Linked DNA regions of Danio rerio: region 2 is linked to region 1. A link is a contact called in public HiChIP or PLAC-seq data. All regions are on one chromosome and are shown on one strand. The core of a region is the stretch at or near the end of the contact, and the rest is flanking DNA. Distances in the headings are between cores, read along the strand shown. Region 1 holds the start of tmem251 (transmembrane protein 251). Region 2 holds the start of prima1 (proline rich membrane anchor 1).

Region 1 (4,480 bases), core at 581-3,080:
GATGGGCAGAATACAGTATCCTACAGTCTTGGGATCCGCTCTTGTGCAGGAGTAGAGAAAGAGAAACACCTGCAGATAGGGAAGGAGGAAAATGGTGGCCCAAACCCAGAAGGGCAAGAGGAGAAGTCTCGTTTTCAGAGTTACTATCCATGAGGTTGAAGAAGGGGAAGAGGATGAAGCGTCTCCTGGCCATTTTGCCTGCGCTCCAGATGTTTTTTCCACTTGTGCCAATGCAAGTCGGTTGTATGTTTGGCTGATCTCAAATATGTAATACACTGCAGCGACACTGGCCAGCAAGTACAGTCCGACACCAATCCACCCCATCCGCTGACGGAAATTCATCATTCTCCATGCTCTTCCCTGGGAAAAACAAAGACAAATCTGAGGTAAAGTTGGTTTTATATTCACATATTCGTGCAGTGATAACTTGTGACACAGTTCCTATATTGTTTACTTTGAATAGTCGGTCAGAAATAGCATAGAAGTATGACTTCAAAAACAGCATTAGCTCTAGGGATGCTCCGATCGATCGGCCAAAGATAATCACATTTCATGACTCGATCTGCAATTGCCAGTTACTCAAGAGTTGATCGCAGGGGGTTTGTTTATGACTTTACAAGCAGAGGTAGATGCACATGCGCTCCTATATATTATGCATAGCCTACAGCAGCCACAACAGGAGGTGCCTGATGCGATCTTTTAACAGCAACTAAAATACACAGAGATGCGGTGCGACCTCTGTTCATTGTAAAGATGTATTCGATTTTCTAGATCTGCATTTTAACTTGTTATGCATCAAATATCCGCTCCAAACTTTTTCATGATTGAGACGTTGAATTCTCCTTTCATCATTTGCAGTGTTTCCAAAATGCATTGTTTGTCATTTTTATTACTAATTTTTGTGGTGGTACATTCTGCTGTGGCGACCCCTGACAAATACGGGAATAAGCCGAAGTAAAATGAATGAATGAATTATTTTCTGTAAATCTGCTTCTGGCCATGACATGTTCATACCTAAATAGTTATAAGAGAATTGTTTAAGGTATTATATGCAGCATCCTTCATTTATTTTCATTAAGTTCATACTTAGAGGAATCATACTTATTAAAAAGCTTAAAGCATTAGAATCTGTACTCTGTATCGGCTGATCACCATAACAAGGAATTAGGACTAAATATCGCCTGCAAAAATCCTTATCGAAGCATCCCTAACGTTAATCAGCAATATTTACTTGGCTCTGCACAATGATGTAATTTGATATTCTCTGGCTGCTAATATGAGTTTCCTGTTTAGAATTTGCAAAGAATACTTTTCTAAAAGTATAATATTAGGGAGAAAGTTTGAATGTGCAAATATAAAACCAATTTTGCCCCAGTATGAATAGAAGTCATGTGATCAATGGTTTCAGGACATAAAAATGAAAACAATTTTCACTGAATCTACAAGTAAACAGAAACTCGAATGGTGAACAATTAATTGCACATTAAAAACAGCTTTCCTAAAAGTTGTACGAAACAAGTTTCTAGACTAATTAATACAATCTAGCAGGAAACATTTGGAAAAAATATTCCAAAGAGGAAGTGTTTCCAGCTCAATAACCTCGCAAACACACACACACACCATCTGGAGATTTCTCAAAGCTGTTAACCAGCACTGGTGTGTCATTAAACCTCGACACGCCTCCGTCCTATAGATTACCACATGGTTTTCACTCATTGTTACTTACTGTAATTACACGATCAATCCATTTTGCTCGGTTTCCTAGAAAATTTGTTCCTCAAGCCAAAGCACACAGCGTCGGTTTGTCACAGGGTTGTTGTCATAGGACTCACTTCCTGGAATGTCTACATCCGGGAAGTTCCCATGAATCTTCGAGGACTTTATGATTAACCTAGCAAAGGACTTTACCGCCCTCGTGAGCATGTCTGTGGTACAAACTAGACTGCGATGAACACTCCACTACTGTATAGTATTACACTGCCTTGGACAATGATTTTAAACATTTACCCCCATTTTTTATTTTGCTTGCAATTGAATTTGTGTTGTGTCATATAATAGCACTGGTATATTATGGATCATGACTTGTCCTGATTGGTTTATCTGTATAAAAACAGACTTACAACACAGTTTATGATAGGTCTGGTTGATATGGCAAAAATGCAGTTTCGCTAATTATTTTCCATATTGAATGATAACCATATATATTTTGATATTTTTTGTCAATGGTTTCAGATTTAAAGGAGTAGGCTAATACATCAATGACTGAAGCCATAAAAATTAGATGTAACTAATTAGAGTAACTTAGATCTCTAATATCAACACAGTTTTAAATACCCATTGTTGCACATTACAGCTGTGTGATTGGCTCTTATATCAATATAGAGTAAAAAAAAGTCCAGAATATTGTTATTGACATCAATTTTATCGTTTATCGGCCTAGCCCTAATAGAGAATAAATAAATATATTTTTACTGAAAACCAAGAGTGAACCTTTATTCAGCTATTTCTTTGACATTTGAATTTAATGAAGTAATTATTAATTAAAAAAAAAAATTACACCAAAACTGTGATACAATTAAAACTGCACATGCCAGTAGAATGAATTGTAATAAAAACATGCTGTAACTGTCCCAATTCTGTCAATCCTGATTAAACTGTCTGTTAGGGAGATACAATAGCTTTGCTTGGTAACTTAACTTAAAGCTAAGAAAACTGTGGTTTCAATTATACAAATGAATAATGTTTCATGAAAACAGATTAGACAGTATGAGAAATTTTCTGAACATTAAAAAATTACCATTTTACCTAAAAATGAGTTTTATACTGAAGCACTTGAAATGGATGATTTCTCTCAGATTGAAGGAGGGTCTAACTGAGAATATATAGTATGAATGTTGTCACTCTAGCTTATTCTTGAATGGAGCAATTCGTCTGCCCCATGCATCCATCCCAGTCATTGATCCCTCCATGTGCCTGTATAATGTTTTATTAACACAATAAAAGAAGTTTTTTATAATAAAAAACTTATTACGTCCAATCACAAGTCTACACTTACTTTCATTTACATAGTTCCTGTGAAACATTTCAACTTTGGCACGACACAATAGAATGAATGAATTAATGAATGAACGTTGCCTCTAGCTAACATCCCGCAGTTAACATCCCGCCTCTGAAAGGGTGTGTCTTGGCAAATAAGTTTCGTTGCTGTCCAAGTGGCCAATCAACATTACATTGATAATCGACAGCATGGGCGAGTAATGGACAGACCATTTGGGCATATAAGCGTTGAGATCTCAGTTAGGCAAGGGGCACCCGCGCCGCTCTCAGACTGCCTTCTGCCATGATGTGTTTGTTATGTCGATACGTGTTGCTGTCATATAAATAATGTGACGAAGTTGTCATAAAATTGAACAACTATTTAGACAGAGAGACACGCTTTCTGGAGGACACTAGCAATACTGGATGGACCCTTGATGACAGTCTAAACCTGTAACTTGGACTTTACGAGACGTAAAGGAGAGACTCGCAACTTCACATTGATTCAGTACATTCATTCTGTCAGGTAAATTCATTCTCGCTTTCATGAAGTCGTCAGTATTTTTTAACATAACAACTAACTTATTCTTAAGTACTCTCTTCATGTACTTTACAATACTTATTAACCAAACTGCTTTATTTACTGTCTATCTGTATCTATCTGTATTTAGAGATGCAGACGTTCGTGAAAGGAAAGCGAGTTGGATACTGGCTCAGTGAGAAGAAGATTAAAAAACTCAATTTCCAAACCTTCGTGGATTTGTGCAGGTGTGTAAAAAACGCTCACAATCAGCCTACATTTGACTTTAGATTGATATGTTTTCCAGTTGTTGCCAGGATTTTAGCTATTAATTATGTTTAATACTTCATTTATAAACTTCTTACTAATATTAACTGTGGTGTTATTGTAATACAAGTGTAGTAACCATGTTTGTTAGTGCATAAATTACCATTATTGCATTATTACAGATTACTATAGTATGGTTTGTGATGTTACCATAGTTAAACTACAGCAGCATTTTTTAAAAGCTTGGTTAATTTATATAATTTCACTTCAATATTAAAATGTACCCAGCATTTACTCATCCCCAAGTGTTTCAAAAGGGGTTCATTCTTTATTTTAAAAGATATTTAGAAGAAGCCTGAAAACCTGTAAGAATTGACTTCCATAGCAAAAAAAAAAAAAAAAAACACATACAGTAGAAGTCAATGATTGCAGGTTCTTAGTTTTTTTTTTAGCAAAAGAAGAACATCTTCTTTTGTGTTTAACACAAGAAAAAAAACTCAAACAGGTTCGTAACAACTGAAGGGTATACTGTATATAATTAACATTTTTGGCTGAATTCTTTTAAGGGGCACAACTGTCTATTCCAGTTTTAACTAAATTTTCTTTCCCTAACTGGGTGGTGTTTTTTTTTTTTTTTTTTTTTGCAATAGCTTTTGC
Region 2 (4,480 bases), core at 1,296-3,795, 150 kb before region 1:
GGGGGCGGTGGAGGAGGGGGTGGAGGTGGTAACGGTGGGTATGGCCTACACTGGCATGGCAGCTGGCAGCTCCCTTCCAGCGGTGCCACTGTGGTTCGGGAGCATGATTTCTGGAGCTCCCCTCTTGCAAACTAGGGTAAAGAAAAGAGCATGACATACATTAGTGTTTTTTTCTCAAATTCATCACCAATTCTGCGTGTAGAACAGCAACGCCATAGTAAAATGTGATTTTTTTCACAATAGCCCTTAGAATTTACAATGAAGAGAGCATTACAACACAAGCACTCTTTCTTTCTCTCTCTGCACGCACGAATGGGAGCTCCCTCCCACTTAAGTGGAGAATGAAGGGTGTGTGGAGGCTGAGGTCTCTCCAAGAGAGCACCCACCCACACCTTGGAGCCTCAGATCCCCAGAGAAGTGGGAGTAACGAGGGGTGAACCCTGACACTGCCTCCCCCTGATAGGCCAGGGAACACTTTTGCTAGTCTTGTGAGCAATGTTGCCACAGGGGACAGTAGTAAAGTCTAAAGAATAAATGGAAATAAAATAAACATTTGCTGTTAAGTTGCTGTCAAACCATGTAGATTGTTTTTATTTGGTATAATATTTAGCTAAAACCGTGGTGATTGGTCACTCCTAAAATGCAAATCAACAACTACTGGCACTCTGAGAATAAAAATAAATGCATAAATAAAAATAATGCAAGCAGTTCCTAATAATACCATCATATAAAGCAAAACTATCAGTGTGTGCAAAAAAATGGACATTTGTAAAGGGTTACACATTATTACCTTAGTGTTATTATGTTCTGAGTGTGTTCACAACCAAGTATCCTGACGCATTCTTGCACAAACTCACATAAGAGCTGACTCTGTTTACAATGAGGAAAGAAGATGTGTGTTTTGCACTTAGCAAATTGGTACTTGCCGCTGCAACATAAAGAAAAAGTAAGATCACTTTTGCATAAGTGACCTCATTTTTGAAAACTGAATTCACAGTTTGCAAACATTTGATAATGTCAACATGTTAAAGGATGCTTGTGCTTCAAGCTGTTGTCTCATGACTATTTGCGGAGGCACAGATAAGCACACTACTTGCTTCATAAGACTTTAATGTACCTGAAGCAGACACTGGTATGAATTTTGTCTTGCATGTGTATGTTGTTTTTTTTTACATCCAAAACGCCAGTAACTGTTGAAATTGCCTTGGATTCAGCAAAAAATCTTTAATGTTCTACTAAAGAAAAAAAGTCACCAGCATCATGGATGGCCAAAGGGTGAGTAAACTGCCAGCAAATCTTCGTTTTGGGGTGAACTATCCCTTTAACTGGTGCTGAAACTGAGAGCAGGAGATGTTCTTTAAATAAACAGCAGTGCATTCTCTAGTAGTAGTAAATACTATTATTAGGTGTGTAGTGTCAAAATTTGACATATGTCCATGTGCTTTTTACTCAAAAATTGATTGTACTTCTTAATTGTAATTCTTAACGTTACAACGTAAACATCTTTGACAGTGGGTCAAAATAATAGTACGCATATAAATAATACATAAATGTCACTTAAATAGTTGTCAGATTTTAAATTAATGGAATCGGACAGTGATTGTATTTACTAAAACACAACTAGATATACATATAATCAAATATATGCTTGAATCTTATCAATCTCGGCGACACAGTGACCGTTATGCACGTGCACTTTCGCGACGGTTCGCCAATGAACCAAAACTACGAATTAATGTTACCATCTCTGACCCAACTGCTCAGTCCAACTTACCTGCAATAACGGCAGAAACAATGAGAGAAAGCAGTGACTAAACAAAAATGTCAAAAAACCCAAATTCAGCGGCAATAATTTTCGGATAAACATTCCTCTTCTGTCTCTTCACAGTCCACCTGGCGAGGACGCGAGTCTGGGGCGCATCAAAAGTCATTTAATATCCGCTTCTCAAGGCTTACCAACGATGTTTTCCACGAGTTTAAGCAGAAATTGTCTCTGAAACATTCTCGTCCAACTAGAGCGACAATACTTGGTGACATGGACGGATTAGAGGCGACATAGGACGGACGCTAGCGCTGTTTCTGAGGAAAGTTGTTGATCCTCCGCGCGCTGCCGTGGCGCGTGCCCAATCCACAGAAGAGTTGCAAAGCAAAGTTCTCACCGCGCGCGATTCTGTGCGAGTCGAGCGCTGAATCAGGATTCATTTCTTGCCAGGCATGATGAGATGAAGTAACTGCAACTCAAATCGCCACGGAGAACACACGGTGCTCAAGTAGGTCCCAAAAAACTGTAGACTGCTGGGGATTCACCTCTTCAGTACTTCTACAGCAGCACATGACGTGAAGGCGTCCAGTGAGAGACGCGCGCAATGATAACGCGCTGTTATTAATGTGGTAGCCATTTACATTAGCGAGGAAATCGCAATTTTACGATCGCTTCCGGATTGAGCTAAAAAGAGGCATTTAACGAGGACTCTTAGGGTTATGTTTGGTTGGGTCACGGCGGCAGACAGTGAGCGTGTTTTCGGGGCGAGTTGGATGTTACTCTGCAGACTCAGACGCTGAGGCGATGAGGGAGAGAGCCGAGGGGGAGGGGGGCACTTTGCCATCCACAGCTTTTGTTTAGGTGGCAGAATTTTAATTTTAGCCTGCGTGGTAAATTACTGGACGTTTTTGTGTGTGTGATGCCATCCGAATGGGATTTGATTAACAGCAGGAAAAAGCTATTTATTAATTAACGCACTTAAATAAATGATCCAACTGGCTACAATCTAATTCTGAAATAGGACGTGAAAGCCAAAATAAATAATTTGTAACAGGCGGTAAAAGTGGTAAAAGACTAGAGCAAAGTGAAGTAGTCTGAAACAGGAGGAGGCTACACTACACACTTTAGCTCATGATTTATCTGTCTCAGTTGCTAGACAGAACTAAAGATGGATATTTAGAACCATTGTTTGACAAAAGTTGTCTAAATCTACAGTTTCATCCAGTGCCAAGCTTAAATGTGTGCTTTATGATATTGCGTAATGAAATTCTTTGTGCTTGTATTATAATAGTATGGAGGCACACTGTTTGAACACTTCTGTTCATACAGTACTCAGCATAATTGAGTACACCCCATTTTGAAAATGAATATTATTATCCATTTCTCAGTGAATATAGGCAATGAATTTTGGTGCATTTAAACAAATCTGATTTATTAAACATATATATATTTATTAAATTAATATTGTAGTCACCAAACATATTAAGAAATTGAAAGATAATACAATTAAATTCAATCAAAATATTGCAAAAAAAGACAATCTAAAAGATTTCAATAATAAAATCTTATTAAAATGCTTCTGATTTTTCCCATTTTTTGAATTTGTATTTACTATTTTTCTATAACAAATAAATTTTGGTGTACTAGTTTTTGGACCGTTATCATTAGTTATTTTGTTAGATATGCTCCAGGTTTGGCTTCAGTACTGACTAATCTAAAGTATATGCACAAAAAAAATATTGTAAAGCTTCCTATTAAAAATATGGATTTATAAGATAGATTTGGAAGGGGTGTACTTATAAATGCTAAGCACTGTGTATGGGTCTTTTTATGCAAATTTTAGTTTTTTTTTCTGTTCATAACACATCAACAGTAGTTTACTGGAAAAGAGTGTCTCTTTCTTAAAATAAATTATGTTATATTTACAATTTTCACAAGGTTAAAAACTATGTCAACTATTGCTGTAGACTTTAGGGAGTTTCTTATATGTAAATGTTGCTTGAACATCATTATGTTAAGGCTGCAAATTACAATAAGAAGCTTTAAGTATTAAATTTATAGATAAAATAAACTAATTTTAAACTGACATGTTAATCACACACGATTTGTAAAACTAACTATATATGTTAGTTCATTTTTGGAAGAATTTACACAGTGGCTTTTATTTCACTTAGAATTTTGTTTTGCATGACAGATTTCTATATAGCGCTTGTAGGTTAACAAGCTGTGTACACTGAACTGTAAACTTGCCCGAAGTAAATGTAATGCTGTGACTAATTGTTAAGATGTTTTATTGACTTTTTTTAGGACTATGACTTTGATTGAGTGATTGCATGGGATTTCCACTCATGTTTATTTTGTGCTATAACTAGTGATAAAGAGGAAGGTATAATCATGTTCACTCATGCTCTGCTGCAGATTGAACTGAGATGCCCATAGGATGATCTGTCAGATTTGTTTGAATATCTTTGTTACTAATATATCAAAGCTTTTTGTGGTCATTGCAAGAGATATTCACTCATCAACTGAAATGTCTAATAAACTAAATAATCAATCTTGTAATTTCAATAGTCAATATTGATTTGTAAATATAAAGACTTGTAAAAATAGAAGTTTTGCACATTAAAACAACTATTTGTTCGGTAGACACAATCATCTTAAAAATTGTAAAGTGAACGTGTGTCCCTCTTACAGGCCTTTTTATTATTGAAAAATGAA

What was found. HiChIP or PLAC-seq counts read pairs in DNA pulled down with a chosen protein or histone mark.
Region 2: an H3K4me3 HiChIP or PLAC-seq map of gastrula embryo shows a contact between it and region 1, with 4 times the contacts expected there. The contact joins the promoter of prima1 here to the promoter of tmem251 in region 1. A contact is called at or near these places in 2 of 4 datasets of contacts at active chromatin or transcription factors (embryo and gastrula embryo).

Annotation. Positions count from the first base shown.
Region 1 is chr20:29,804,760-29,809,239 of GRCz12tu, reverse strand. tmem251 (transmembrane protein 251) reads right to left here and starts at 1,830. Exons shown (of 2, transcript NM_001033746.2): 1 at 1,727-1,830; 2 at 1-360. The coding sequence starts at 345. itpk1a (inositol-tetrakisphosphate 1-kinase a) reads left to right here and starts at 3,226. Exons shown (of 11, transcript NM_213017.1): 1 at 3,226-3,562; 2 at 3,708-3,804. The coding sequence starts at 3,710.
Region 2 is chr20:29,958,352-29,962,831 of GRCz12tu, reverse strand. prima1 (proline rich membrane anchor 1) reads right to left here and starts at 2,545. Exons shown (of 5, transcript XM_073933294.1): 1 at 1,775-2,545; 2 at 1,254-1,337; 3 at 1-131. The coding sequence starts at 1,262.